Linked DNA regions of Sus scrofa: all the other regions are linked to region 1. The links are chromatin contacts, called in public HiChIP or PLAC-seq maps. All regions are on one chromosome and are shown on one strand. Each heading gives the region's core, a stretch centred on a gene start, on an enhancer-like site or on the middle of the called end of the contact. The rest is flanking DNA. Distances are from core to core; before and after follow the strand shown.

Region 1 (7,362 bases), core at 1,887-4,386:
CTTTTCACTTGGACTGCTGTCCAAGAGGACCCACCATGTTCACTGGAGGTCCCTTCACTTGTTCCTTAGACAGTTATTAAGTGCCAACCACCAGCAAACTACAAGATAGAAGGAGCACACTGAAAACCCCACTACCTGCAAAAACTTCTTATTTCCAGCCTGAGTGACCAGTTCCCACATCCCTGGCCTTTTTAGCTTACTAGCTTACCAGGAGAACTTTTTTTTTTTTTTTTTTTTTGTCTTTTTAGGGCCATGGCCATGGCATATGGAGGTTCCCAGGCTAGGGGTTGAATCGGAGCTGTAGCTGCCGGCCTACACCACAGCCACAGCAACACAGGATCCAAGTGGCATCTGCGACCTATACCATAGCTCAGGCAACACTGGATCCTTAAACCACTGAGCCTGGATCCTTAACCCACTGAGCGGGGCCAGGTATCTCATGGTTACTAATTGGGTTAGTATTAGTTGGGTTCATTAACAACTGAGCCACAATGGGAACTCCAGGAGAACCCTTCTTTTTTTATTATTATTAAATTTAATGTTTTGTTTTAGATATTTTTATTTTTTCCATTATAGCTGGTTTACAGTGCTCTGTCAATTTTCTACTGTAGAGCAAGGTGACCCAGTCACACATACATATATACATTGTTTTTCTCACATTATCATGCTCCATCGTAAGTGACTAGATATAGTTCCCAGTGCTATTACAGCAGGATCACATTGCTTATCCATTCCACAGGAAAGAATTTGCATCTATTAACCCCAGGTTCCCAGTCTAAACCACTCCCTCCCCCTCCCCCATGGCAACCACAAGTCTGTCAGGAGAACCTTCTAACCAAACCTTTCTCACATCTGAAGTTCTCTAGTTTCCCCAACAAAGAAGCACCTGTCATGTGCCATTGTCAAATACAGCTCTAGGCACCGGGTCGGTAACCTGATGACCTGGATTTTGTCCCACAGGATGCTCACAGGCTGGTGCAGGCAAGCTGCAGGGTTACACAGCCTGTCGGTTTAGCTTCCATGGGCACGGTGTATATCCTGTGTATACCCACCCCCATTGCCCCCCTAGGCCTGCAGCAGCAGTAAGAGTAGGTGAGCATTGGGGAAGGCTTTCAGAAGAGGCTTCCTTTGAGCCTTGTCTTGAAAGGAGACCAAAGTGGAAGGAAACCGCTTAAGAGGGTCCTTTGCTTAGCTCCTCCATAAAAATGGAGGCTCCCTCTCCCAGCTCAAGGGTGCACCTCTGCACTGGCAAAGCGATGTATGCCCAAATTTCCCCTCTCCTATGCCAGTTGTAGTATCTCAGGAGGTCATCCAGCTGACAAACTTTTCATCAGAAGAGTCACTGTGTCTGTCATAGACTAGAAGCTTCCAGAGGGTAGCAACTCAGGAAACCTAGGTAATTGTTTCTAGCACATGTACCGAGAGATACTTCGAGAAGAAGACCTCCTGGAAGATAGTAGAAGAAAGCAGCTCCTTCAGCGATTTTATGAGTCTTTACCTCTGTGTCTTTTACTCCTTCTCTCTCCCCCAAACAATGTCCTTTGTCACATTCTGCTTCTATTTCTCCAACCTCGTCCCCACATCTTTATATTTCTAGAAAAACAAACAAACAAAAACACCTGTTTTGTCTTGATGCTTTCCTTTTTCTCATGCTTGTCGTGTTAATTGCTTCTCTCCCCCCTCGCCATTCCTCTGGGTCTCCCATTGACCCCGCCTGTTTCTCTGTCATATCCCCGCTTTCTGTCTCTCTCTGTATAGGACAGCTGATTTCCCCTTCTCACCTTTTTTTTTACTTCATCCCTCAATTTGTTACTGCCTTTGTCGCTCACACTTTCTTCCTTTCCAAATGTAGTATTTAGAGAATGAAATATCGATTGAGGCAGATAAGGGAAAACCGCCCAACCTCCAAGGCAAATTCATTCTTAATCCTGTGAAAAAATGCAACCTGAAACGTATTGTACAGTGAGGCAAAAACCTATATGTCTTTGCCTTCCCTGCAATCCTGTTGGGGGCGGGGTGGGAGGAAGGTGGCAGAGGGAAGTGCTGGAGAAAGTATCCCCTCCTTAACGAAACAACATCGAAGTTTCAATCACAATGACCCTCGGATTTACTATAGAAATAGTATTGTCTGCTGTTTCAACACAAAATCTGGCTTTGCAGTGTTTGTGAGAATAAGGTTTTTCCCCTTTTTCGAGGGGGAAAAGAGAGCGTCCCTGGGTGGGCTCGAACCACCAACCTTTCGGTTAACAGCCGAACGCGCTAACCGATTGCGCCACAGAGACTGCGATAGCTAGTGGTGAGCTGGTGGCCAAGTCAATGGGAGTGAGCCTGCGACAGCGCTAGAATCAGAGCGGAAACCCCACAACCTTGTGAAAGAAGTGACTTGACGGAAAAAGGGAAGCCTCACGACCTGGAGAGAGAAGCAGGCGGGATGTGCACGCCTCCCCTGCACTGGCTCGGAGGTGGGGTTGGGGAACTGTCACCTGCTTCCTCATTGGGGACACCCAGAACGTCCCTCTTTAAGGTGACCCGAGGTTAGGGATACTTGAAAGTCGACCTGTTGTGAATCCCTCAGAGCAGAACCACCTTCGGCTTCCAAATCTTTCCTTTGCTGCCCAACCCTTGCAGCCGCAGAATACCCAAGACGCCCTCCCTCTGCCCCTCCCCTTGGCAACAGTAAAAATGCATTTTATGGGCTCCTCCTAAATACGAAGCATGTCCGGAGCCTAGCATGGTGACTGGCACACAATAGACAAGGATTTCTGGAATGAATAAATGAAACAAGCTTCATGAGTAATATGCGCGACGCGCACAGCGTGCTCTTAAACAACCCCGGGGCCCTTCACTAGTGCGAAAGCCCTCTATCTCGGGTTTCATCAGCCCACGTGGGCACAGGTTCCAGCCCGCGATGGGGAATCCAAGACTGGGTCCACCGCTATCCCAGCTTGCACCGCGACACCGGGCTCTTCCGCACTTACAGTGACTTTTCACTTTGCGATTTCCCCACCTCGGTTTTGGCCTCTCAACCAAACTCCTGTACTGATGACTGACAAGGAAGCATAGCCAATAGAATGCCAAAGTGTCCCGGAAGGGTCGGCCTCTCAGCCAATAGAGAGAAAGCAGCGAGAGTGGGTGCGCAGTGAGGCCCAAAGCCGGTTCGCAGGAATTGTGGCGATTGGAGGTCCTAATACACTGCAATCATGGTGAGATGGGGAGCGAGAAGAAGGGACATGGGGTAGGGATTGAGGAACAAGGAGTGGGGTCATGGGGAGTTGGGGAGGCGGAGAGGCCTGGTGGTCGGTTGAAGGAAACGACTCCAGTTTGAAGGGGGAGCGGACCGCAGTGAGGACCAAGGCGGGGAGTGGGGGCTCCCCGCAGAGCTGGAGTTGGGGCATTCAGGCACCTTCAGACTGGAGAAGGATGCGTCCAGAAGTCTCCGAATCAGGGGCTGCGCCGGGGGCCGTGGCCGCGTTTGGCCCCTCGCGCTGAGCCCCTCCGCTCTGTCTGCCCCAGTCTATTATGTCCTATAACGGAGGGGCCGTCATGGCCATGAAGGGGAAGAACTGTGTGGCCATCGCTGCCGACAGGCGCTTCGGGATCCAGGCCCAGATGGTGACCACGGACTTCCAGAAGATCTTTCCCATGGGCGACCGGCTATACATCGGCCTGGCCGGGCTCGCCACAGACGTCCAGACAGTGTAAGTATCCAGGGTCCCCACCCAAACCCACGCCTCTTCTTGGACCAGCCTTGCCTAGCGGTTTGAGTGGCCTGGGTGTCAGTCATCTATCAAACAACACCATTGCATCTGAGACCTTGCCGGACACAGAAAGCGAACAACTTAGCAGCATTTACTCTGTGCCAGACGCTGTGGATGGCACCTTATTACCTCCATGGACTTTAGTCCTCTTAACATTACCATGTTGCTGTCCCATTTTGCAGATGAGGAAACTGAGTGTCTCAGAGGGTTTATTGCCCCAAATGTAAGCTAATGAATGTCACCCAGGATCCCAATCTCTGAGGCCAAAGCTCGTGCTCAGTCTCTAAAGAACTTTGGCACTCGTTGGGAAACAAGGCAGGCATGCAGAAAGATAGCTAACCCATAATGAGCTGGAGCATATTAATTGCTAGATTAGTTACCTAGTTGACAGTGGTTCTTTGAGAGAAGGGAGAGTCCAGGAGTTGAAATAGGTGGTTCTCCTGATGATCCAGGTTTGAGGGTTGAGGTCCTAATAGGGTGGCGTGGTGGGAAAGGAAAGGAGGGCATTTCTGAGAGTGGTCACTGACCAGTCTTAGCAGTGACAAGGATATTGTGAAGCCAAAGAGTTACCCATTGAAGTCAAGGTTTGTGTCTTTTTTTATCTGTTTTTATGGTTTACCCTAGTACTTGGCATGCTGGCAAAATGTTTTTTGGATTTTTGTCTTTTTAGGGCTGCACCCTGTGGGCATATGGAAGTTTCCAGGCTAGGGGTCCAATTGGAGTTGTAGCTGCCAGCCTACGCCACAGCAACTCGAGATCCGAGCCATGTCTGTGACCTGGCTCACCACGATGCTAGATCCGTGACCCACTGAGTGATGCCAGGAGTAGAACTTGCGTCACTCATGGATACTCATCGGATTTGTTACTGCTGAGCCATGACGGGAACTCCCCAAAATGTTTGAAAGATGATTTCTGTTTTGAGCATGTTGACTGAAATATAGGAAGACTAGTTTTAAGGGAAAGGTGGCAACTTTGATTTTGATACCAATTGTAAAGGCACAAAGTAAACCATGCAGAAATACCTCTGGAGCAACTGGGGTCTTGAGATTATATCTCAGGGCTGGATAGGCATTGGTGATCTGTGAAATCTATAGGAACAGATTCTGGAAAGCCAAAAACATAGAGGGAAAAAATAAGCTGCAACTCAAGAGCTGTATATTTAGCAGTGGGGAAAGAAGAGAGGCCAGTGGGAAAGAGTCAAGACAAAAGTTTCAAGAGGGAAGAAAACGAATCTGATTAGTATCCATGAGGATGTGGGTTCGATCCCTGGCCTCGCTCAGTGGGTTAAGGATCCCGAGTTACCGTGAGCTGTGGTGTAGGTTGCAGACTTGGCTTAGATCTGGCATTGCTGTGGCTGTGGTGTAGGCCAGCAGTTGCAGCTCCAATTCGACCCTTCTATATTCCTTGGGTGCGGCCCTAAAAAGAAAAAAAAAGAAAACAACAACCCCAAAACACAGCATCTTGCTTTTTTTTTTTTTGTCTTTTTTGTTGTTGCTATTTCTTGGGCCGTTCCCGCGGCATATGGAGGTTCCCAGGCTAGGGGTTGAATCGGAGCTGTAGCCACCAGCCTATGCCAGAGCCACAGCAACGCGGGATCCGAGCCGCGTCTGCGACCTACACCACAGCTCACGGCAACGCCAGATCGTTAACCCACTGAGCAAGGACAGGACCGAACCCGCAACCTCATGGTTCCTAGTCGGATTCGTTAACCACTGCGCCACGACGGGAGCTCCTGCATCTTGCTTCTTATTAACACATATAAGACTTTGCGGTTTTATATGTGATCTCCATACATGATCTCCCTGCCAGATGATTTATTTTGTCTCTCAGGGATGGAAACATTAAGGCTTAGCCCAGGTCAGCTCTCTCAGTTCACTGCTTTCTACTGTGTAAACTGCCTTCACTGTGTCTGCAGGCAGACCCCTGTCAGAAGGGTAATGCATAAGCTATTCCTCAAAAAAGTAGGGGGAAAATGCACTTCTTAACTCCCCTTTTCTCATGTCAAAGAAAGTAGGAGAAAAAAAGGTTAGCGGAGTGGCAGGTTTATAGGTAGAAGCACCACGTTGGACAAGTCCTAAAAGTGGACATGAGGCTGGACTTGCAGTGAGAAGATCCCTGGGGGAGGCCCAGGAGTCTTGGCTGGGGCTGGGGTTCTGTCTTTCCTTACGTACCTCCTGACCTCCACAAGGCAGACACCGGGGGACATTCAGCAATGACTTACGGAGTTCCCAGCGTAGCACAGTGGAAACAAATCCAACTAGGAACCATGAGGTTTTGGGTTCGATCCCTGGCCTTACTCAGTGGGTTGAAGATCTGGCATTGCCCTGAGCTGTGGTGTAGGTCACAGATGCGGCTCGGATCCCGCGTTGCTGTGGCTGTGGTGTAGGCTGGCAGCAACTGCTCCGATTGGACGCCTAGCCTGGGAACCTCCATATGCTGCGGGTACTGCCCTAAAAAGCCAAACAGAAAGACTCACTTACTTTTCTCCTCCTGCCACAGTGCCCAGCGCCTCAAGTTCCGGCTGAACCTGTATGAGCTGAAGGAAGGGCGGCAGATCAAGCCTTACACCCTCATGAGCATGGTGGCCAACCTCTTGTACGAGAGACGGTAAGCAGAAGCGTAGCCTGGGACTCGGGGAAAGGAGCAGCCCCTGATGGGCCAAGCGGTAGGGAGGGGGTACCCAGGAAGGCGAGTCCTCCTCGTTCACCCTTATTTGCAGGATAGTATCCTTATTTTATGGGTCTCTTTCCTTTTTTTTTTTTTTTTTCCCCTGTCTTCTGGGGACCACTCCATATGCCAAAGGTGCGACCCTAAAAAATAAAAAACTTGGTGAAAAGAGGATAGATTGACCTTGCTTTTTCTTTTCTTTTTTTTTTTTTTTTGGTCTTTTTCCAGGGCCACACCCACAGCATATGGAGGTTCCCAGGCCACAGGTCCAATCAGAGCTATAGCTGCCAGTCTACACCACAGCCACAGCAACGCCAGATCCAAGCTGCATCTGCAACCTACACCACAGCTCAGGGCAACGCCAGATCCTTAACCCACTGAGTGAAGCCAGGGATCGAACCTCCAACCTCAAGGTTCCTAGTCGGACTTGTTAACCACTGTGCCACGACGGGAACTACTCTTTCTTTCTCCTTCTTTTTTTTTTTTTAACTTTTTATTTTGAAATAATTTTAGACTTTATAGAAAAGTTGTAAAAGTACTCTTTAGCTTTCAAAACATAAGTTTTTGCCATTTCCGCACCTGGAGCAATATTACTGCCTTTTAAAAAATTTATTTATTTATTTTGATTTTTGTTTTGTTTTGTCTTTTTGACTGCACCCATGGCAGGTGGAAGTTCCCAGGCCAGGGATCAAATCTGCGCCACAGCAGTGACCCAGTAATATCTTTGGCTATGAATAGTTTGCTGTATGTGGTAACAGTGCTTATCAAAATCTCAAGATGAAAAAGGCTTAAAAGATTTTTTAAACCTTTTGATTTTGGTTTATGAGAGGGGAGAAATCTTTCCTTTAAATGAGGTATAATTGATTTATATTAGTTTCAAGTATGGGGGAAAGTTACAAAATTATACAGATTAATTCATATTTAGGTATATATTTAA
Region 2 (7,362 bases), core at 1,815-4,314, 90 kb after region 1:
GGCGATACTCTCTAGTATATGGAACAACTACTGTGTGCCCCACTCCAAGTGCAGAACATACTTTCAGTAGAAAGACTCACTCTCTCATTTTGAACTCTTTCTCACTAAGTTTAAAATCTAGCGGAGGCAAAACAGAAACAAGGGCACAAATGAATAAATCAGGAAATGCCCAGTAGTGATACAAGAAATGATTAAAATAAAATAAAAAAAATAAGATGATGTGTTAGGGAGGTACGAGGGGGAAATTTCAAGGTGGGTAGTCATGGAAAATCTTTCTTTGCAGGTGATTTTGGAGTGAAGACCCCAATGACATGAAAGCGACAGCCATGGTGTGTTAGGAAATAAACCTAGAAAAGGCAGATTGGTACCTAAGTTCACAGGTTTTCAAAATTCCATGTTTTTATTTTCATTTAATTCCCCATTATTAGTAAATCCAATACCATATAGCAGGAAGAAACTAATTTTGAGCAAATAGTTTTCAGAATGAAAAATGTGGAGTCCATGTAGAAACGATTTACCAACACTGCACCAGCAGAGGGGGTATAGCTCAGTGGTAGAGCATTTGACTGCAGATCAAGAGGTCCCCGGTTCAAATCCGGGTGCCCCCTCACCTGCTTCCTCCTTTTTTTCACAGCCGCCAAGGTTAACTCAGCATGGCAGGAAAAGCTTGAGGTTTCTAAAATCCAAAACTCCGTTGAAGGTTTTCTTGCACCCATTTAATTTTCTCTCTTCAGACGTTCCCGGTCCCTGAGGAGTTAGCAATACCCTAGAGGTCGCACAGGGTGTCTCTACGTCGCAGAAGCTGCGCGTCTGCCGGGACTCGGTGGCGAGAGGCCCAAGTTTCCTCAGGCAGAAAGAAGGCTGAGATCCTGCCCATCTCGGAGACTTGGAGGCGAGCTGATTTAATGTTAATTATAGCTTCTTTTGGGGGAGAAATGGAGTGCCGGGGCAGGCGAATATTATTTCACCTAGTTTATGTTCTGACCAGGAAGACTAGAGCAGAATCCACGCTGGGCAGGTTTATACAGTGGCAAAGTTTAACAAGACACAGCATAGATGTAAGAAAAAAGGTGAAAAGTAGGAGCTCCTTTAGATTAGCTCAAAGGCAGGTCTTTGGCCTGATGAATCTGCAGGGGATGAGTTTGAAGCCTAGCGTCCAGGAAAGGGGTGAAAAACGAGTTATTTCTCTGAATGGCAGCTCTGCTTCATCTCCCATGTCTAGCTCGGCGACACATCTCACAGTAAAGGGAGCCGTGGGGGAAAAAATGAGTTCAAGCTGCATTCCCCTGGGGCCCCGAGGGATGACACAACCAAATTCCGAGTTTAAAATATCACAACTGCCCCCTGACTCAAGAAGCATGCCTCTCTCTCTATCCTTTCTTTTTCCTTTTTTTGGGCAAAACCTAGTCGAGGGAGATGCCCTTGCTCCCTTCATACTTATAGTTTTCTTCCCACCCAACAAGGATGCTGTCAGGCAACCAACAGATATCTGTCTCCATCTTTAGGTTATGAAACTGGAGGGCCCTGTATTACTGTTTCAGTGGGTTCTTGAAGTGCGGTCCCTCAGCATCAGCATCTCCTGGGAACTTGATCAAAATGCAAATTCATTCTGGGGGTGGAGGTCCCATTCCAGGCCTACTGAATTAGAAACTGGGGCGGGGGGCAGTTTTCAATAAGCTCTCCAGGTAATTCTGACACACGCTCAAGTATGAGAACCACGACTTTAGTTTTATATCAGTTTACATCGGGATGTACCTTTGTAAACTAAAATGAGCTTTGGGGTTGGCATGGGCCATTTTAGTGTTCTCTAAGGGCTTTCATTCTGCTGGTGCCATGAGCAATAGGGAAAGATAAACAGGGCTAGCGCCATGTCGACGGTAATAAAGAAAGTTGAAGTTGGAGACAATCTGCGCCTGTGGGTTTCCTTCCCTTGACCCTGACCCCTACCCCAACTCGCACACCAACTTGGAGGGAGTCGTCTTGTCTCCTAAATCAGGGCCTGTAACTGACACAACTGAGGCTGCCGGCCGTGGCCAAAGAAATCCAGACTCCTCTAACGCTGGAATGGGTGCCTGCAGCTTTTCTACCTCGTTTTGCCCGTGTATCCACCCCCGTTCCTGCTGAGTACAAAGTAAAACCGAAAGCTTTCCCCTATCGTTGTAAAATGAGGAAGGGATTTTCAAACACCATTCTTCTGTTTTCTTTAACACCTAGGACCCAAGGTTAAAATGTGATTTCGCCAACGGAAGAGTTACATAAATTTTGTAAGTTTGGCAAAACCGCCGAGGGGGCACCCGGACTTGAACCAGGGACCTCTTGATCTGCAGTCAAATGCTCTACCACTGAGCTATACCCCCGCGCCGCGTTACTGTCTGGGGACGGCTCCTTTGGGTGTTAAAACACTGCTACACCAAAGGCGGAGCGCAAGGATTAGGAACGAAAGAGGAAAAAGGGCCCAGTGGAAAGCAGAAGGTCCCCAGATCCGCTGAACCACCGCAAAGCTGTACGGCAGAGGCCTCGGGAGGGAAGAACTAGCCCGGGTTGCAAGGCGCTGAGTCCTGGCGGGAGGGACGGGTTCCGCCCTGCAAATGTGGGAAAGGATGTTGCGCCGGGAGGCTAACAGGGGCGGTGAAGTGGGGCTCCCGTTCGGTCCGCAGGTTCTCGCCAGGTACCGGCGGGTTACAAAGGAAGCCCCCAAATCTGGCGGATCTGGTTGGGCGTTCGAGAGTGTTCGAACCCCACTCTCGACAGGTCAAGGGGTCTGCCCGCCTACCGCAGCCCAGGCGCGCAGATGTACGGCCAGACCGGCTCCGCGCCGCCTCCAGCTCCGGAAAGGCCCTGGGCAAGGTTGTCCGCGCCAGATCCTCGGGCGCGTAGCTCCGGGGCACCTTCAGCTTTGGAGCGCACCTAGGCGCGCGCGCCGGGTCCCGCAGTCCTCCCCGGAATCCACCCCCGCGCAGCCCCACGTCGCTCGGGGAGCGCGCCTCTCCGCGCGCGCCCCTGCCCGCGCCCGCGGCGCGTCCCCGCCCCGGTACAGCCCCTCCTCCCCGCTGTGTTTATTAGGGGAAGGAGGGCGGAGGCGGAGGCCAGTTCCCTAGCTCCAGCCGCCGTCGCCGTCGCCTGTGCAGTTGCAGCCGCCGCCGCCTCCCGCCAGCTCGCTCCGGGGAAAGAGAACGCGCGCGAGCTCGGGCGTCCCCGCCCCAGCCTTTCCCGGAGTCATGAATCCCAACTGCGCCCGGTGCGGCAAGATCGTGTACCCCACGGAGAAGGTGAACTGTCTGGATAAGGTGAGCCCGGGACTGGGAGACGCGACTCTGCAATCTCCGAGCTGTGCTCCATTTCCAGGGAGGAGAGAGGGGCCCGGTCTACGCCGCCTCATCCCCGCGAACCTGGGAGGAGGGAGGGAGGGCGGTGTCATGGGGTGTGGGGACAGACCCCAGTCTGGAAACCAGGAATCTGAGGCGAGGCAAGGAGTCTACGCGTGGCGGGCAGCCACTACGGGAGGCCACTACTGGAGAAGAGTGGGTTCTGTGCCCCGGGCTTGGGAGGACGCGAATGGAGTAGGGAAGTCAGGCCCCGCGGTGGGGGTGGGGGTGGGGGGAGCGGGGGAAGGTTAGGGGTGCAGCCCCGCCCCCTAGGGCCGGGAGAGTGAGAGCAGACGGCCGCTCCCTCTCCCCGCCGCGCCGAGCGCCAAGTAGGCGGAAGCGCGGGGCGCTGGGGGAGGGGGCGGCGGGGGGGCGGGGCAGAGGTTGGGGAGCCCAGCGAACCCGTGGGCTCTGGCCGCGTCTGGCCGGGCTTCCTGGCCTGGAGACTGCGGGGCGGGGGCTCTCAGCCGGCGAGTGTTGCATCTGGTGAACTGGGCTTCGGATACGACCCGAGCCACACTGAGAGACCCCTTTTTTTTTGGATGACCTGCAGCCCCCCGCCCCTGGTGGTTCCATGGTTAATGAACTAGCAGACGTCCTCCATGGCCTCCCAGCCCCCACCTCAAATACACGCCAACTCCCGCGCTAGGCGGCCCAGCCGGACTGGGGCGGGGTCCGGTGCTGGAGTAGGGTGGGTGGGGGGGTTGCTTCGCAGAGACCTCCTGAAATTGTGCTCAGTGACTGAGTCCAGCTAGTAGAACAAAGAGCTAACTTTTCAAAGCAGGTTTCCCCGATGGAGGGTGGGGTTGGCTGAGTTCAGGGGAAGCTAAGAAAGGAGGGGGGAGGTGTTAGAAGGAAGGTTAGGTGGCCTTCTGGAAATTCACTGTCCCCTGGGGGCCTTTACGCGTCGTCTCCCCCCCCCCCACCCCCGGCCCCGCATCATGCTGGACTCGTTCATCTGGTTGCCATTATACTTTTGGAGGGGGGCGGAGAGTAGAACTGGGTATTTCCAGCAGTTGGGGGTAGGATCCGGGCCTCTTTTAAGCTCCCTATGATCCTAAGGCAAAATCCACCTTCTCCCCCCCTACATCCCCTCCCCACGGGGGAGGAGAGGCCTCTGATTTTGACCCTCTCCTCGTCGTGCCTTTCATCTACCTCCTAAAGCCGGTTCCAAGTCCAGAGAGCCCTCCTTCCCGCCTGGACTGGCAGGGGTTGGGGGGCATGGGATGGAAGAGGGGTGCAGAGCCCACCTGCAGCCAGGTTTTGCTGGGGAAAGGGTAGTTCCTTGGATCTTTTTTTTTTGTCTGTCCCCTCCCCCCTTGGGCTTGGCACTTCCTCAGTGACCTTTGACTTATGAGTCAGGGTGAGGGGGTGGGGTTCCAGGTTCTGAGATACATTTGAAATTGCTCCTGGAGAAAGGGGGGCATCGGGAGCTGCTGCTCTTTCACTCCCTCTCCTGAGCCTGGCCGGGTTGTGGGTACAAGGGCTGTGGGTGCTGACCTTCCCAATGACCATGCCTGCCTCTGGAGGGCAGGACCGGAGCCCAGAGGCACTAGCTGAAAGAGCCATCTGTCCTTACACACTGGGGTTTGGCCCTTCCCTGGTGGTGGGATTTTGGCCTCTTCGTTCCGGGTGCCTCCCAACCCCCTTCTTCTCCACAGTTATGAATCGGGAAGAGGCTGTGGCCACTCGCACCCACATGAGGCAGAAACATTGTATGATGGAGGGATTGCTCGCCTGAGAGCTGGGAGACTTGGGCCAAGTTCCAGGTCTGCTCCCACCAGCTTTATGAATGGTTCCAGGCCTCAGTAGTCACCCTCTATCAGATGGGTATGGTGATGTCACTTCCTTGAAGGTGGGGCAGTGCACTCAAGTGTCTGTCACAGTGCCCGGAAGGAGATGTGGTGGTGGCTCTGCCTTCCCTACCTTGCTGGGGTGCTCCGTCCAGCCCCACATCTTTGGAGTCAGAGGGGAGAGGCCAGGGAGCCTTCAAGGTGCCCTCCCCCGCTGTCCTCTTGCCCTTGCAGGAAAAGGTCCTGCAGGTGGAGGTTACCTTGGGAAGCGGGAGTTGGTGATTCCGCTCTCCTTTTAGATCTCTTCCTAGAGGAGGTGATCCTGGGGCGACCTCACCCTCTGCCCTGAGCCTGGGATATCCAGGTATCAGACCTATTCTTCCCAACCCCCTTCAGGCAGCAAGGACAGGCACTTGGAATGGGGACCTGGTGCCTGGAGGACTGAGACCTGGGAGGGGGAACATCGGGTCCCATAGGCAGCGCTGCTGACCAACTTCCAAGCTTCCCACTTACAAGAGGATAGAGTCCAATTAGTCACTGCAGGTTCCCTACAACATGGTGTGACCAGAGCACAGGCTATGTCCTTGATGTTAGGCTTATCTCCTCCCTCAGCTTATCTCCCAAAGAGTGGGTTAAGGCCGTGTCACCTCTGATGGCCACCCTGCCCTCAACCTACAGTACCCAGTGTGCTCTGTGGGCTGAATAAATATGAATTGCTGATGGTGGTGTTTGAGCTTGAGATTTGCTTCCCCAGAAGACTGAGGGGGTTAGAAGTGGGAGAGAAACGGGGTGACGTCACTTGCTCATTCATTCAACAAATATTTATTGAGCGCCTACTTTGTGCTAGGCACTCGCAGGGGCTGTAGCAGGGCCTTTGGGGAGCGAGAGGGGCTGTGTCTCGCAGTGTCCTCTGCATCTTGAGAGAGGTGGCATTTTGTCCCGGACCCCATTGGGAGGCATTTGTATCTGGGGACTTGCGTTTTCAAGAGTCTGGCTCTGTCCCTCTGCCCTGGCTTACTTTCCCCTGGGCTCCTGACCTCAGGTGGAGGCATTTGGGAAGGGTAGAGGGTTGGTGGGCTCCTAGTTCCCCTGGAGTCTCCCCATCAGGAGGGCTCTCTGCCTCAGAGACCCCCCTGGATCATCCTGTGACCCGCCACTCATAGTTGTTACAACTCATGGGAATGGCCAGGCTCAGTCTTCCCAGGAACCTCACAGAGCAAATGCGACTGCTCCTGAAAGTCACGAACCCCCTAATCGGAGGCTCTGACAGGTCCCGGGGCTCATTGCCCTCGCAGCCAGCGCTGGAATTGAAACCTCAAGTTCTCTGTGCTCAGCTCTTCTGCCTGTTGTTGTGTTTGCAAAAAGTCCTTTTATTGATGCTGTCGCACCCAGAGTGGTCCCTCCCTTCCCTGCCCCTGGCCTGAGGAATGCTCTGGGCTTGGGTGACGGCACTGGGAATAATACACTCCCTCTGGGAATTGGTGGAGGTGCCCTAAAGCCGGCCTCCCAGGTGGCCTCCGGTCAGGGTGGGGCTGGTGTCGCCTTGGAGGAGCGTGAAACTTTCCCTGGATGAGAGGAAGGGAGGGAGAGGTCTCATGCCCTAACCCTGAGTCATAGGCAGCCCGGGTGAAAGAGAGCAGGACACCAGGCGGAGGGCACAGTGACCCGCATCCCCCTCACCCAGAGCTGTGAGCTTCCCCCACCTCCACAGTGATGTTGGAGTGATTGGGCGGCCGGGGCCTCGCCCACGTGCAGGGGATCTTGCCTCTGCCCCCACTGGCCTCTGTTTGCCTTTCTGCGGAGTGGGTTGCTGCTCTGGAGCTGCAGGCAGGGAGCGTTGAGAACAATGGGGGGACCTAGGAGATGGGCAGAGAGGCTTCTAACCGGCACCAAAGGTCTGGGGATTTTTTGTGAACTGGGAAACAGTGGACTTCCAGGGTGGCAGGGAGGATTAGATGAGCAAGTCTAGAGGTGTATTTTGTTTAAGTACTTGTTTTTGTCTTTTTTAGGGCCACACCCACGGCATATGGAGGTTCCCAGGCTAGGGGTTTAATCGGAGCCACAGCTGACGGCCTACACCACAGCCACAGCAACTCGGAATCCAAGCTGCGTCTGCTGCGTCTGCTGCGACCTACACCAAAGCTGGATCCTTAACCCATTGAGCGAGGCCAGAGATCGAACCCGCAACCTCATGGTTCCCAGTC
Region 3 (7,362 bases), core at 1,309-3,808, 84 kb before region 1:
ACCCCACTGTCCAGGATGGTTAATGCCTGAGCAAAGGTAGCTCCCTTCACTGCCCCTTTTCCGATTTCTTCAAAAATCAGGCCACACAGCTTGATACATAAAGTTAAAACACTGGAAATGACCCCACCATCCATCAACAGAACGCATCAGTTGTAGAATATTCATACAGTGAAACATGACTGCGTGGCAATGAAAAGAATAAACTACTGCTCCACACAACAGCACCATGTGCCCACATGCATGAGTCTGAAAAAAGAAGCCAGATCTCAACCGTACCTTCCATTTCTACGAAGGTCAAAATAAATCTGGTGATAGAGGCAGCACGGTGGTTATCTCCAGGTCGGCCGGTAGGGGGCGCCAGGATCGACTGAGAGGGGGCCTGGCCTGTGTTGCTCACCTAGACCTGGGTGGTGATCACACAGGTATGTCCACTTGTAAATGGTTTTTTGTTGTTGTTGTTTGTCTTTTTGCCTTTTCTGGGACCGCTCCCGCTGCATATTGAGATTCCCAGGCTAGGGGGTCTAATCAGAGCCATAGCAACCGGCCTACACCAGAGCAAAGCAACGCAGAATCCAAGCCGTGTCTGTGACCTACACCACAGTTCATGGCAACACCGGATCCTTAACCTGCTGAGCAAGGCCAGGGATCGAACCTTCATGGTTCCTAGTCGGATTCATTAACCACGGCGCCATGACGGGAACTCCTCCTCTTGTAAATGTTTTTGTTTGTCTGTTGCTTTTCAGGGCTGCACCTGCGGCTCATGGATGGTCCCAGGCTAGGGGTTGAATCAGAACTGCAGCTGTGGGCCTACACCACAGCCACAGCAACATGGGATCTGAGCACCATTTGCGACCTACACCGCAACTCATGGCAACACCGGATCCTTAACTCACTGAATGAGGCCAGGGATCAAACCCGAGTCTTCATGGATATTAGTTGGGTTCATTACCACTGAGCAACGTGACAGGAACTCCTATCTCTATTTTTTTTTTTTTTTTTTTGTATTTTGTCTTTTTGTTGTTGTTGTTGTTGCTATTTCTTGGGCCGCTCCTGCGGCATATGGAGGTTCTCAGGCTAGGGGTCGAATCGGAGCTGTAGCCACCGGCCTACACCAGAGCCACAGCAACGTGGGATCCGAGCCGTGTCTGCAACCTACACCACAGCTCACGGCAACGCCGGATCTTTAACCCGCTGAGCAAGGGCAGGGACCGAACCCGCAACCTCATGGTTCCTAGTCGGATTCGTTAACCACTGCGCCACGACGGGAACTCCCCTATCTCTATTTTTTTAAGTGTTATAATTTTGCAACAAATTATGGATAACAAACTTCCCGTGTCTGAGAGTCACTTCCTGCTACAGAGTCCCATGATTTTAGCTGGTGATAACTGAAGCCCAGAGAGGGTAAACCACTCAGGTAGAGTCATCCAGTACATCTATGTGGAGCCCACGTTCTAAGGAAGGGACTCTATGTCCTGCTTTTCCCTCACAACTAAAGCCCTCGGGGCAGGCTCTGTGTATTTGGGTTTCTGGCACAAAGCTCTATGGTCTCCGAATATTGGTGGGCTACCCCCGATCTGTAACTGGTTGCTCCTGGAGTGATGAAACATGGCAACTGTGTTGTCATTAAGAGCACAAACTCTCAGAGTTCCCATCATGGTGCAGTGGAAATGAATCTGACTAGGAACCATGAGGTTGCAGGTTCATTTCCTGGCCTCGCTCCGTGGGTTAAGGATCCAGCATTGCTGTGACTTGTGGTGTGGGTTGCAGACCCAGCTCAGATTTGGCATTGCTGTGGCTGTGGCATAGGCCGGCAGCTACAGCTCCAATTAAACCCCTAGCCTAGGAAACTCCATATGCCACGGGTACAGCCCTAAAAAGACAAAAAGACAAAAAAGAAAAAAAAAAGCACAAACTTGGGAGTTCCCATTGTGGCTCAGTAGTAATGAGCAGACATGGCTCAAATCTGGGGTTGCCCCAGATCTGCTATTGCTGTGGCTGTGGTGTAGGTCAGCAGCTGCAGCTTTGATTCAACCCCTAGCCTGGAAACTTCCATATGCCACAGGTGTGGCCCCCCCAAAAAAAAAGAGAGAGGAAGAGAACAAACTTTAAGGGCACAGTTCTGTAGCTGTGTGGACTTAACCTCTCCATAGCTTAGCTTCCCCATCTGCAAAATGGAGATTATAAATGAAACTACCTGGCAGTTCCCATCGTGGCTCAGCGGTTAATGAACCCGACTTGCATCCATGAGGATGCGTGTTTGATCCCTGGCCTCACTCAGTGGGTTAAGGATCCAGGGTTGCTGTGAGCTGTGGTGTAGGTCACAGACATGGCTCAGATTCTCCATTGCTGTGGCTGTGGTGTAGGCCAGCAGCTGTAGCTCTGATTAAACCCCTGGCCTGGGAACCTCCACATGCCATGGGTGTGGCCGTAAAAAGACAAAAAAAAAAAAAAAAAAAGAGGAAGAACCTACCTGCCTCATTCTGCCTCATTGTATTCTTCTGAAGATTAGATGAGTAACTAAACAAAGCGCTTAGGACAGTGCCTGGCTCCAAGCCACGTCAGTGTTTGCTATGATAAACCTCTACTAGGGGAAAACCCAGGCAGACAGTCCAAGTGAAACTCTACTCCTCCACTGGCTGTGCCACTTCAGGCAAATTGATTAACCTCTCTGAGCCTCCATTTCGTCATCTGTTAAATGGAGATAACAATACCTATCTATTATATGAAAACAACATAATGCACTTAAAGCACCCGGTTAAGTTCCTTGTGTGCAGGCCTCTTCCCAAATGCCATCACTGGGAGGCACTGGACTGCTTAGAATTAATCCCTTCCCCACCTACCCTTCTCCCGTGGTCCATTCTCCTTCTGCGGCTAGCAGACAGCAGCATCTAGCGGAGAACTCTGGAACTGCATGCTGGCCAAGTGCCACGTGCCAAGCTGGGTGCAGTCCTTTAAATCAGCCTTTTAAAATACGCATTCTGAACTGGATCAGCATTTCTTAGATGTTTGCTGTGTGCAGGACATGGATCCAGGGCTTACATAAAATGAAGCAAGAGTTACAAGATGACTGTAGAAGGGTACAAGAAAAAACCCACAAGCAATTATAAGCTTATCAATACTCTAATTCTTTATCTTAAAGAAAATATAAACTCTACAGTAGGGAGACTTGGCACACTGAACAGTGTCTTCTTGGGGAGTTTTTACAATTGCAGGAGTGATTTCCAAGTGGCCATTTCATGTCAACAGCTCTCAATTAAGGCCACAGCAATGAAATGAAAGCTTAGGTCAGAAAGGTGATTCCTGTAGCTGCTTCCCAGCTTCTCCGCGGAGAGGGAGGGAGAGCGGGAGTGTTTGGCTTCAAAGCCCATATTCTTCCACCACACATCACCACTCCTCCCGCAGACAAAAAAGGGTGAAGAGGGTCTAGAGGCAGCACAGATCATATCCAACTGGGGGAAATCAAAGAAGACTTCGTGGAGGAGGTGGCATCTCAAATGGGCTTTGGGGAATGAAGGTAGAGAAAGGGCAGGCAGCTGGGGAAGGAAGGGCATTCCAGTGAAGTAACAGAGATCGGCTGGACAGGAGAGTCAGGGTCCAGTCATAGAGGGCCCCAAATGACAGGCCAAGGTGACTGTATGTAATAAAAATGAAAGACCCCCTGAGTAAGAAGGTAACCTGATCCGAGGGGATCAGAGAAAGACCCGAGATCTAGACTCTAGTTGGGCGGCCACTGCAAAGTCCTGGGACTCCTGGGAGACTCCTGCGGACTCCTGGGAGTTGCGCCACGATGGAGAGAATAAAAGACACTGGTGAGGCTAGAAAGAGGGGGAGGTTCAGAAGAGTTAGCCGTGGGTTGAATGAGAGGAGCCAGGGGAGAATTCAAGATGCTGAGTGATAAGGAGAAAGGCAGGGATGTAACCAGAACATGGACTTGACCAGAGGCACTGAGGTGAGCAGAGGGCGGAGACAATGAGCTGGGTCTTCAATGGGAGAAAGATGAGTTGCCGGCATCCACAGGGAGGCATGGCATCAAAGCTTAGGAGGGAGGCTGAGCTGGAGGGAGAGGAGGCAGGTGCAGTCATGTGGGGGTCACTTCCCTATGTCTCCGCAAGCCGAGGACTTGGGAGAAGACAAAAGGGATCACCTCGGGGAGATGTGAGGACAGAGGGTAGATGCCGCCTGGACACCATCAGTCTCCCTCTTTTTAAAGGGAGGGACAGAGGACGATGAGGAGGCCCAGAAGACAGAGGGAACCTTGGAGAGAGAAAACCACCCCACAGGGAGAGCCCCGGTGCACAACCAGCAGCGCCACAGGTCACGGAGTGATTCAGGGGTCAGGGCGGCCAGGAGGCAACCACTGGATTTGTGGTTGGGGGTTGTCCTGGATGACTCTGGAAAGAGCGGCTTCAGAGGCAGAAGTCAAGCCACAAAGATTTAAGAGGCAGAGGCTGTGGGGGCAGCTGAGGCTCCCAGGAGGAGGAAGGTGATGGTGAGCAGAGCCGGATTAGGGGGAAGCAAGCGGGGTGCCTTGGGAACACAATGAAAGGAGACGCTCACTCTCAGGGCCGTGCAGGTGGCCCTGATGGAGGGGCAGACAGCTGGTCCCAGAGCTGTCGAGGAGTAGAGACTCCTCGGAGACTAAAGGACCTGAGATAACCCAGGAAGGGAACTTAGAGACCCAGACAGAAGCGGAGACCCTTCGACCTCCATATCCAGCCCAATCCACAGTGGCCAGTGGCAGAACCTCAGAGGGCGAGAAGGCTGGGGGAGGGGAGGGGTGGAAGGGGTCTGGGAGTAGGGGCTGGGGACCCCAGAGAGATAGAGGAAACCAGAGAGGCAGGGAGAGCCTCCTCAGACCCCTCCTGGGGAGACGTCCCCCCTCCTGCCTCAGCGTGGGGGTGGGGGGACGTAAAGTCTCAGGATCCTGGGCTCAGCCTGAGGAAAGTACGAGGGTCCAATCCGACCCTTTCCCCAGGCTGCTCCGCTTAAAGGAGATTTGTGCCCCCCAACCCCGGTTCAAGAAGGGTTGCACCCCACACCGATCCAGGACAGACTTCTTTGCCACACAAAGTCTGAGTGAGTTTTCCACCCTGGAACTTGGTTTCTGTAGTGGGCTGATGAGTGGTACCCAACAAGATAAGTTCCCATCCTAACCCCACTGCCCCCTAAAACCGGTGAACGTGCCTTTATTTGGAAAAGGGACTTTGCAGATGGAAACAAGTTAAGACTGTCAAGATGAGATCATGCGGCCTTATCCAGGCGAGCCTTCAATCCAATAAGCGTCCTCATAAGAGACAGAGAAGAGAGGCCACGTGAAGATGGCAGCAGAGTTTGGAGTATGACAGCCACCACCCAAGGAAGACCTGGAGTCCCCAGAAGCCGGAGGAGGTAAGAGGGTCTCCCCCAGAGGCTTTGGAGGGCGCGTGGCCCTGCAGACACCTCGATTTCAGACTTGCCGCTTCCAGAATGCTGAGAAAATAAATCTCTGTTGTTTTAAGCCACCAGGGACTTGGCAATGTGTTCGGGCAGCCCTAGGAACCTAATATAGTTCCCTGTTCTGCAAAGTGACTGGAAAGATTCTAGGGCTGCTTCCAGCTCTGAGCTTCTCCAAGTTAAATCATTCAGCAAGGAGCGGAGTTCCAGGTCTGGCCAGAAGGTGTTTCTTAACTCTCTGCCCAACTTCTTCCAGGTTGAGGATTAAATGACTTGAAGGAGATGGGAAGCCAAAGGAAAGCATCCCCTCTCACTCCCCAGAAAAGAAGAGGAGTCTGCGAAAGAAAGAGGATTTCAGGGCTCACCCCTGAAATCCCCAGGTTGGTAAAGCGGGCCGAAGCTGACCCGACGAAAAAGGATGGAGTCTGCCTTCCAGAATCTCTCCTTGCAAACGTTGCCCCCTCTTCCCGGCGACTCCCTCCCCACCCCTCACATCTTGCTTTCTGCCTCTGTCTTCCCCATGCTTGGGGGGCACGAGAGAAGATGGACCCCCCTGAAGCACAGGAACGAAGGCGCGGCCCCACCCTCCTCCCTCCTCCCCACGACACAGCTGGAGGGGGAGGGGAGGTCAGCAGGGTTCAGAAAGGCCAGATGTTGAGGAGAAAGAGAGCCGGGCCCACCCCGCGCCCACCCACCCCACCCCCACCCCCAGCAAAAGAAAAATTAAAAGAGACAGCTTTTCAAACAGAACTTTTGTCTTCCAAAAGTTTTTTGTTTTTTTGTTTTTTTCTCTCTCGCTCTCAAGAATCTGCTCTATGCAAACATTAAAAACTTTTTACAGCATTTTCACAGAAAAGGAAACTGGTCCTTCCCCAGTATATGTGGGAATTCTTTGTCCCTCGCCCCATCTTGGGGGGAAAAGGGGGTGATGTCCGCTCGTGTGGGCAGAAGGGCCAGGGGGTCCCTCAGTTGCTGGGCAGATGGGCAACCCCCGGGTTCCCCTTCCACCTAAACCTGCAATCTCCCTAAGAGCTAGACTCCCCAGGGCTCACCTGGGTGGAGGAGGCGGCCACTCCACTCCCCTCTGACTCCAGGGGATCAGAGGGCGCAATAGTTAGTGGCCAATTTCTCCCCTCCCCCAGGAAAACAGAACTTCTGACCTCAAAACTAATCCCTCGGCCCTGCCCCTTTCGGATCCATCAGATCCCTGACAACTCCCGAAATGCCTGAGGTTGGGTGGGGGGAGGATGCTGAAAGGTTCCTCAGCCCAGTTCCCATCCAAACCCAAATTTTTGCCCCCCCCGCAAACCCCACTGGACCCGGTGCTTCGGCCAAGAGCCCTTTCCTTTACCTCCTCCCCAAAGAGCAGCATGTCTTGTCTCTAGCCTGGCCGGGGGGCCGAGTTTCAGTGTCCGAAGAATGGACCCAGGCCTGCCCTCTACCTCCACGCCCTCCATCCTTAAACGGCTGGAGAGGACCTGGAAAGGCAACTTGTTTGGTCTGATTTTATTGATTTCTTCCACCTTCCATTGCTTTCCCTGGGATGGTCTTCTCCAGCTCCCTCCCCAGGCAGAGTCTGCATTTCTGAAGGGGAGGTGGCCCCTCGGCCCTGCCCCTCCTGCCCCTCCTCCCCTGAGGAGACAGCGGGGGGAGGGGGCTGTGTCTCAGGGTGGGGAGTCCACTTTTACCCATCAGACCTTATACCCTGAAAGCACACAGGGAAAATGGAAGGGGGAAACTCCAAAACTGGACAAAGGGGAGAGAGGCTGGTGGCTGAGAATGAAGATCTCGGCACCTCGGGGTCACTTGATGTGGGGGGGGGGCGCTCGGCAAAGAACAGGAAAGGGGTGATCTCCCCCTCGCCTAAGTTGCTCCCTCCCCCACGAAGGCTGCAGTGGTGCTCAGAAGCTAGGGAAGGCCTGTGGGGAG
Region 4 (7,362 bases), core at 2,826-5,325, 68 kb before region 1:
ATCCAAGCCACATCCCTGACTTAACCCTGCAGCTTGCAGCAATGCCAAATCCTTAACCCACTGAGCAAGGCCAGGAATCAAACCTGCATCCTCATGGATACTAGTCAGGTTCTTTTTTTTTTTTTTTTTTTTTTTTTTTGTCTTTTGGCCTTTTCTAGGGCCGCTCCTACGGCATATAGAGGTTCCCAGGCTAGGGATCGAATCGGAGCTGTAGCCGCCAGCCTACATCAGAGCCACAGCAACTCGGGATCTGAGCAGCGTCTGCGACCTACACCACAGCTCACGGCAACGCCGGATCCTCAACCCACTGAGCAAGGCCAGGGGTCAAACCCGCAACCTCATGGTTCCTAGTTGGATTTGTTAACCACTGAGCCACGACGGGAACTCTCCTAGTCAGGTTCTTAACCTGCTGAGTCACGACAGGAACTCCCAAATATATGTTTAACTTTTTAAGAAACTGCCAAACTGTCTATGAATACCCATGTTATGAATGAGGAAAGTAGACGTCCCCTCATGGCTCAGTGGTCAACGAATCTGACTAGGAACCATGTGGTTGTGAGTTCAATCCCTGGCCTCACTCAGTGGGTTCAGGATCTGGTGCTGCCGTGAGCTGTGTTGTAGGTCACAGACAAGGCTCAGATCCTGCGTTGCTGTGGCCCTGGCGTAGGCCGGCGGCTACACCTCCGATTCAACCCCTAGCCTGGGAACCTCCATATGCCATGGGTGTGGCCCTAGAAAAGACAAAAAAATAAAAAATTTTTTAAAAAATGGGGAAAGTGAGGTTCAGAGATTTGAAGTGATTTGTCCATGTTCACACTGCCAGCAAGTGTCAGAGTCAGCTGGGTCCCAAGTCTGAACGTCTAACCCTGGGTCTAAGAGATGATGGCTCTAAGAGGGGGGCCATTTCTCCCCCCACCATTTTTGTCCATCTTGCCTCCAGAATGCGCTCAGTCAGACTGTGCCCACCAAAAGAGGGCTGTGTCATCCCTTAGGCAACACCCGCACTTTGCTCTGGAAATTTCAGAGGTTAGTAGCTTAAGTTCTGAATTCACATGGGTCTCTTCATTTTCCAGATTCATCATTATACCAGCTGTGTGATTTAGGGGCAAGGTACTAAACCTCTGCTTTAGTTTTTTCATCTGTAAAACAGAAATAGCATCCTCTCTTCATGTCAATTTAAAAAATGGTTCATTACGGGGCATTCCCATCATGGAGCAGCGGAAACAAATCCAACTAGGAACCATGAGGTTGAGGATTCAATCCCTGGCCTCGCTCAGTGGGTTAAGGATCCGGCATTGCCGTGAGCTGTGGTGTAGGTCGAAGATGCTGCTTGGATCTGGCATTGCTGCAGCTGTGGTGTAGGCCAGCAGCTGTAACTCCAATTCGATCCCTAGGCTGGGAACCTCCATAGCCGTGGGTGTGGCCCTAAAAAGCAAAAAAAAAAAAAAAAAAAAAAAAAAAAGGTTCATTATGGAAACTTTCAAATCTGTACAAAAGTAAACAGAGGCATATGATGAACCTCAATGTACCCAACACTCAACTTCAAAACTGACGAACTTCAGAACTTATCAATTCTTGGCCAATCTTGTTTCATCCTTACCCTCAGCCATTTCCTTCCCGACTCCCATTTAAAAAAAAAAAAAAAACAACTTTAGGAAGTTCCCTTCATGGCTCGGAGGTAGCAAGCCTGAATAGTATCCATGAGGACACAGGTTCAATCCCTGGCCTCGCTCAGTGGGTTAAGGATCCAGCGTTGCCGTGAACTGCGGTGTAGTTGAAGACGCAGCTTGGATCCCACCTTCTGTGGCTGTGGTGTAGGCCGGCAGCTGCAGCTCTGATGCCACCTCTAGCCTGGGAACTTCCATATGCCTTGGGTTCGGCCCTAAAATACAAACAAACAAAAAAACCAAAAAACCAACTTTACAGAGGTACAATTTACATATAATAAAACACACGTTTTAAGTGTACAATTTAAATCGTTTTCACAAAGGAATATACCCATGTACCCACCACAATTAAGATAGAGAACAGGGAGTTCCCATCGTGGCACAGTGGTTAACGAATCCAACTAGGAACCATGAGGTTGTGGGTTCGATCCCTGGCCTCGCTCAGTACGTTAAGGATCCGGCGTTGCCATGAGCTGTGGTGTAGGTTGCAGACGAGGCTCGGATCCCTCGTTGCCGTGGCTCTGGCGTAGGCCGGTGGCTACAGCTCCGATTCGACCCCTAGCCTGGGAACCTCCATGTGCCGCGGGAGCACCCAAGAAATGGCAAAAAGACAAAAATTAAAAAAAAAAAAAGATAGAGAACATACCCTATATTATCTTGAAGCAAATCCTAGAAATCATATCATTTCATTCCTAAATAGTTCAGTACATATTATTACAAGATAAGGATTCTAGAAAATAAACATAACCCCACTGCTATTATTGAGCCTGAAAAGAATTAACAGTCATCCTTTAACTTCGTCAAATAGCCGGTCAATGTTCAGATTTCTAATTATCATAAAATGTTTTTTCTCTGCAATTTATTTAGTTTATTGAAATGAGGATCTGAGGATGGATTTCAAGCGGTTTAATGTCTCGTACTTCTCTTTTAATCTATAAATTCCTCCTTTCTCTTTTTTCACTTTCTCCCTGAAATTTATTCATTCACTGACAATACCAGACTCTCCTCTAGATCTCCCAGTCTGGGATTTACTGGTCGCCTCCCCATGGTGTCATTTAATCAAGCAACGTTTATTCATTAAGCATCTACTATGTACAGGATTGCCAAATTTAGCACACACAAATACAGAACATATTTATACTTAAAAAAAAAACCCAACTATTTCTCTGTAAATCACACTTAACTTGGAGTTCCCATTGTGGCGCAGGGGAAACAAATCCGACTAGAAACCATGAGGTTGCGGGTTCGATCCCTGGCCTCGCTCAGTGGGTTAAGGATCTGCCATTGCCATGAGCTGTTGTGTAAGTTGCAGATGTGGCTCGGATCTGGCATTGCTGTGGCTGTGGTGTTAGGCCAGCAGCTACAGTTCCAATTAGACACCTAGCCTGGGAACCTCCACATGCCGCAGGTGTGGCCCTAAAAACAAACAAACAAAGCATCCTGTTTTGTTTTGTTTTGCTTTTGTCTTTTTATTTATGGCAGCACCTGCAACATACAGAGAGGTTCCCAGGCCAGGGATCATATTGGAGCAGTAGCTGCTGGCCTATGCCACAGCCACAGCAACAAGGGATCCAAGCCGCGTCTTCGACCTACCCCACAGCTCATGGCCACGCAAGATCCTTGACCCACTGAGGGAGTCCAGGGATTGAACCTACGCCCTCGTGGATACTACTCAGCTTCATTAACCACTGAGCCTTGAGGGGAAGTCACATCCTGTTTTATCTATGTGCTAAGTAGTGTTGGAAGCACAGTGGCGAGCAAGATAGAAAAATCCTACCCCACGTCAAGGAGTTTATGATCTAGTAAACCAGGGGGAGCCAGGTAATATACTAGCAGATGATATTCCTTCTGAGGATATTGTGAGGACTGAAAGAAATGGAGGGAGTTTCTCAGATGGCCTAGAGGGTTGAGGCTCCTGTGTTCTCACCACTGTGGCTCTGGTTGCTGCTGTGCAGCGTAGGTTCAATCCCTGGCCCAGGAATTCCCACATATTGCCTGTGTGGCAAAAAGAAGAAAGAAAAAACCCACCCCACCCCCCCAAAATCCCCAGAAAGAACCTGAAATAAAGGTTGCAACTCTCATTTAAAAATAAAATAGGAGTTCCCATTGTGGCTTAGTGGTTAATGAATCTGACTAGGAACCATGAGGTTGTGGGTTCAATCCCTGGCCTTGCTCAGTGGGTTAAGGATCTGGCGTTGCTATGAGTGGTGGTGTAGACTGAAGATGTGGCTTGGCATAGGCTGGCAGCTGCATCTCTGATTTGACCCATAGCCTGGGAACTTCTATATGCCGTGGGTGTAGCCCTGAAAGCAAAAAAAAAAAAAAAAAGGCCCAATCTTGACCCCACGGGCTCTAGCCCCATCTCTCTCTCCTCCCCTTCACAGCTGAACTTCCCCCCAGAGCTGTCTACACACTGTCTTCCTTTTCTCACTTCCCACTTCCTCCTCAGCCCCCTTCCATCTGCTTCCACCCCCACCCGCTGCCAAAATAGCTCCTGCAGAGGTTCTGGTGGCCTCCATCGCATCAAAACTGGCAGGCGCTCATCAGCCCTCCTTTCTTGACCTCGCCACAGTATTCCACAGGCTCAGCCCCTTCCTCTCTCTAGGAACCTTCTAGTCCCTCATCTTCCGTGCATCACAATTTCCTGGTGTCGTCTGGTCTCAGGAGCTGTTCCCTCTCTGTCTTCAGCCCAGGCTTATTCTTCCCTTCTCAGCCCCAAAGTCGAGGCTCCTTCAGTTTGCTCTAGAACTTTCCTCTTCTCTCTCTGGACACTCTTCTTTTTTTTGAGTGTGTGTCTTTTTTTCGTTTAGGGCTGAACCCGGGGGAGTAGGGCTTCTGGAGGTTCCCAGGCTAGGGGTCCAATGGAAGCTGTAGCTGCCAGCCTACACCACAGCCACAGCCACGCCAGATCCAAACCTCGTCTGCAGTCTACACTGCAACTCATAGCAATGCTGGATCCTTAACACACTGAGCGACGCCAGGGATCAAACTTGCATCCTTATGGATACTAGTCGAGTTCATTACCACTGAGCCACAACGGGAACTCCTCTGGACACTCTTCTGTGTCCATCAGGCAGTTACCATCTGGATTCTCAGCTCTGACCAAGACACCCCACACCCTCTTGGCCTCTACCTCAGGCACTTCAAAAGCCCCACAAACACAACCTGTCCCAAACCATCAGCCGCCTGCCTCCTCTGCCCCGAGTTCTGCTCCCAGGAAAGCCTGTTCCAATGTATGGCTCCTCCTTCCACCCCCAGACGTCATCCTGGCACCGTGGAGCCAAAGCGCTGGCAAGTCAGGGGGTCATGACACACCCCATGTCTGCTTCTTCCCACCTCCATTCTGGCCGCCCCAGAAGCACCCCCATATCTTGCGGGCCCTCTCTATAGCCCCTGGTTATCTTCCTAGGCCACAGATTGGATTATGTTACCCTCTGTTCAAAACCTTTTGATGGTTTCCCATTGCTTTCAGGATGGAGAGGGAAACCATTAGTTAGTTTCCATTAGTTTGGCTCACAAGTAGGTTATAGTAATAGCCTGACAACCCTACCAGATGGGTTCCCTCACCTTCCGCCTCCCCTGTGCTGGCCTCTCTCCCTTCGGCCACTCAGGCCCCCCTTTTGTAAGCAGCCAGCTCGCCCCCCTCCCTCCCTTAGCCGATACTGTTCCTTCGAACCATACACTTTCCCCCACCTCCCGCCCCCCTATACCTGGCCCACACCTGCTTCTGGTCCAGGCTCCACTGATTCCTTCCTGGGAAAAAAACCACTCCTGACCCGTCCAGACTGTGACCAGATGAGCTTCCATCATCATCCCACCCCCCAGCCCAAGACCTGCGGACCTTTCCTTCAAAGCAGTTTCATCCACTTGGCACTGTGCATTCGTTCAAATGGTTTACGTGATTATTCACCTCTCCTCTTTTTTTTTTTTTTTTTTTTTGTCTTTTTGCCATTTCTAGGGCCGCTCCCGTGGCATATGGAGGTTCCCAGGCTAGAGGTCCAGTTGGAGCTGTAGCCATCAGCCTATGCCAGAGCCACAGCAACACGGGATCCAAGCTGCATCTGCAAACTACACCACAGCTTACGGCAATGCCGGATCCTTAACCTACTGAGCAAGGCCAGGGATTGAACCCGCAACCTCATGGTTCCTAGTTGGATTCTTTTTTTTTTTTTTTTTTTTGTCTTTTTGCTATTTCTTGGGCCGCTCCCTCGGCATGTGGAGGTTCCCAGGCTAGGGGTCGAATCGGAGCTGTAGCCACCGGCCTACACCAGAGCCACAGCAACGCGGGATCCGAGCCGCGTCTGCAACCTACACCACAGCTCACGGCAACGCCGGATCGTTAACCCACTGAGCAAGGGCAGGGATCGAACCTGCAACCTCATGGTTCCTAGTCGGATTCGTTAACCACTGCGCCACGACGGGAACTCCATCCTAGTTGGATTCTTTAACCACTGAGCCACGATGGGAACTCCTCATGTCTCCTCTTGAAACACACCATACTCTTATGTTTCAAGGGCCACATCAGTTTTTGCCTTAACTCCATGACTAGTACATAATTGGCACTCAAATGCTTTTTTCTTCTTTTGACCATGCCTGAGGCATTCGTAAATTTCAGAGGCAGGGATCAAGGGAGCTAAACCGAGCCACAGCAGTGACCTGAGCTGAAGCTAGGCCACTAGGGAACTTGCTCAAATACATTTTAAAAAATCTTTTTGATTATGTATATTTCAACCTAAAGAGAAATACAAAAGTAAAATGAAACCCGTGTATCCATTACCTGGATGAGGCGTTGTTCGTAATTACTAACATTGTAGTATATTTATCCTTTTTTGCTGAAAAAAAAAAAGTTTTTCCTTTTCTAGCCTGCAACATATGGCCTGAGCCACAGTTGTGACCTACTGTGGCAATGCTGGATCCTTCAACCCTTGGTGGGGGGGCCAGGAATCAAACCTCCAGCCAGAGTCTGCTTTGCACCAGAGCAGGAACCCCCTTGCTGAAATATTTTAAAGCGATTCCAAGTTTGCATGACAGTTTACCCTCTAATACTTCATGAAATTTTCTGAGTACCATCTAAGGATCACCCCTTAACAAAAATAATAATAATTCCATATATCATCTAATACCCAGCCCCTGTTCCAATTTCCCTAATTGTCTCCCCAAAATGCTTTTTGATTTGTTCTAAATAAGGTCCATATGTTGCATGCGGTTATGTCTCTTCAGCCACATTTAAATCTAGTGTAATCTTTTTTCCCCTTATGCCACTGAGTTGATTTGCGAAAGTATTTTAGTAAATTATGGACATCCTGCCCCACCGTCTAAATTTCTCTGATTGATTCCTCAAGGTGTTGTTTACCCTGTATTTCCAGCAAAATGGAAATTAGATCTACAGGCTCAACCAGGTTCAGGTTGGCCACACTGGCAAAAACCCTTCCTGGGCGATGCTGCGTCCTCCTTCAGGATGTCCTCAGTGCTGAGAGCCGGTCCTGTGATGGAATGCTCTGATTAGCAGGTCCCATTGGGGACAGCCAATCCCTCTACTACGATGTTGCATGGAGTTCCCATTGTGGCTCAGCGGTAACGAACCCAACTAGTATCCATGAGGATGTGGGTTCAATCCCTGGCCTCGCTCAGTGGGTTAAGGATCCAGCGTTGCAGTGAGCTGCGGCATAGGTCACAGACATGACTTGGATATGGC

The links. HiChIP or PLAC-seq counts read pairs in DNA pulled down with a chosen protein or histone mark.
Region 2: an H3K27ac HiChIP or PLAC-seq map of alveolar macrophages shows a contact between it and region 1. The contact joins the promoter of LASP1 here to the promoter of PSMB3 in region 1. A contact is called at or near these places in 1 of 5 promoter capture datasets (fetal liver), 1 of 47 Hi-C or Micro-C datasets (fibroblasts) and 2 of 2 datasets of contacts at active chromatin or transcription factors (alveolar macrophages and skeletal muscle).
Region 3: a contact with region 1 is called in an H3K27ac HiChIP or PLAC-seq map of alveolar macrophages. The contact joins the enhancer-like site here to the promoter of PSMB3 in region 1. A contact is called at or near these places in 7 of 47 Hi-C or Micro-C datasets (alveolar macrophages, blood, embryonic fibroblasts and 2 more) and 2 of 2 datasets of contacts at active chromatin or transcription factors (alveolar macrophages and skeletal muscle).
Region 4: an H3K27ac HiChIP or PLAC-seq map of alveolar macrophages shows a contact between it and region 1. The contact joins the enhancer-like site here to the promoter of PSMB3 in region 1. A contact is called at or near these places in 8 of 47 Hi-C or Micro-C datasets (alveolar macrophages, blood, embryonic fibroblasts and 4 more) and 2 of 2 datasets of contacts at active chromatin or transcription factors (alveolar macrophages and skeletal muscle).

Annotation. Positions count from the first base shown.
Region 1 is chr12:23,353,390-23,360,751 of Sscrofa11.1, reverse strand. PSMB3 (proteasome subunit beta 3) reads left to right here and starts at 3,136. Exons shown (of 6, transcript NM_001144902.1): 1 at 3,136-3,203; 2 at 3,514-3,698; 3 at 6,258-6,365. The coding sequence starts at 3,201. It overlaps TRNAN-GUU (a tRNA gene), which reads right to left and starts at 2,282; the gene lies at 2,209-2,282.
Region 2 is chr12:23,262,911-23,270,272 of Sscrofa11.1, reverse strand. LASP1 (LIM and SH3 domain protein 1) reads left to right here and starts at 3,064. Exons shown (of 7, transcript XM_021067060.1): 1 at 3,064-3,287. The coding sequence starts at 3,219. It overlaps TRNAC-GCA (a tRNA gene), which reads right to left and starts at 2,357; the gene lies at 2,286-2,357. It overlaps TRNAC-GCA (a tRNA gene), which reads left to right and starts at 537; the gene lies at 537-608.
Region 3 is chr12:23,437,052-23,444,413 of Sscrofa11.1, reverse strand. EPOP (elongin BC and Polycomb repressive complex 2-associated protein) reads right to left here. Exons shown (of 1, transcript XM_021067069.1): 1 at 6,179-7,362. Among named protein-coding and RNA genes, the nearest start is that of EPOP, 5.3 kb to the right of the region's middle. Within about 2 kb of position 2,558, at least 3 of the 83 cell types and tissues checked have an H3K27ac peak or open chromatin away from gene starts, as enhancers often do. A contact at or near this core is called in alveolar macrophages, where this site is marked.
Region 4 is chr12:23,422,199-23,429,560 of Sscrofa11.1, reverse strand. No RefSeq gene overlaps it. Among named protein-coding and RNA genes, the nearest start is that of EPOP, 9.5 kb to the left of the region's middle. Within about 2 kb of position 4,075, at least 4 of the 83 cell types and tissues checked have an H3K27ac peak or open chromatin away from gene starts, as enhancers often do. A contact at or near this core is called in alveolar macrophages and retroperitoneal adipose tissue, where this site is marked.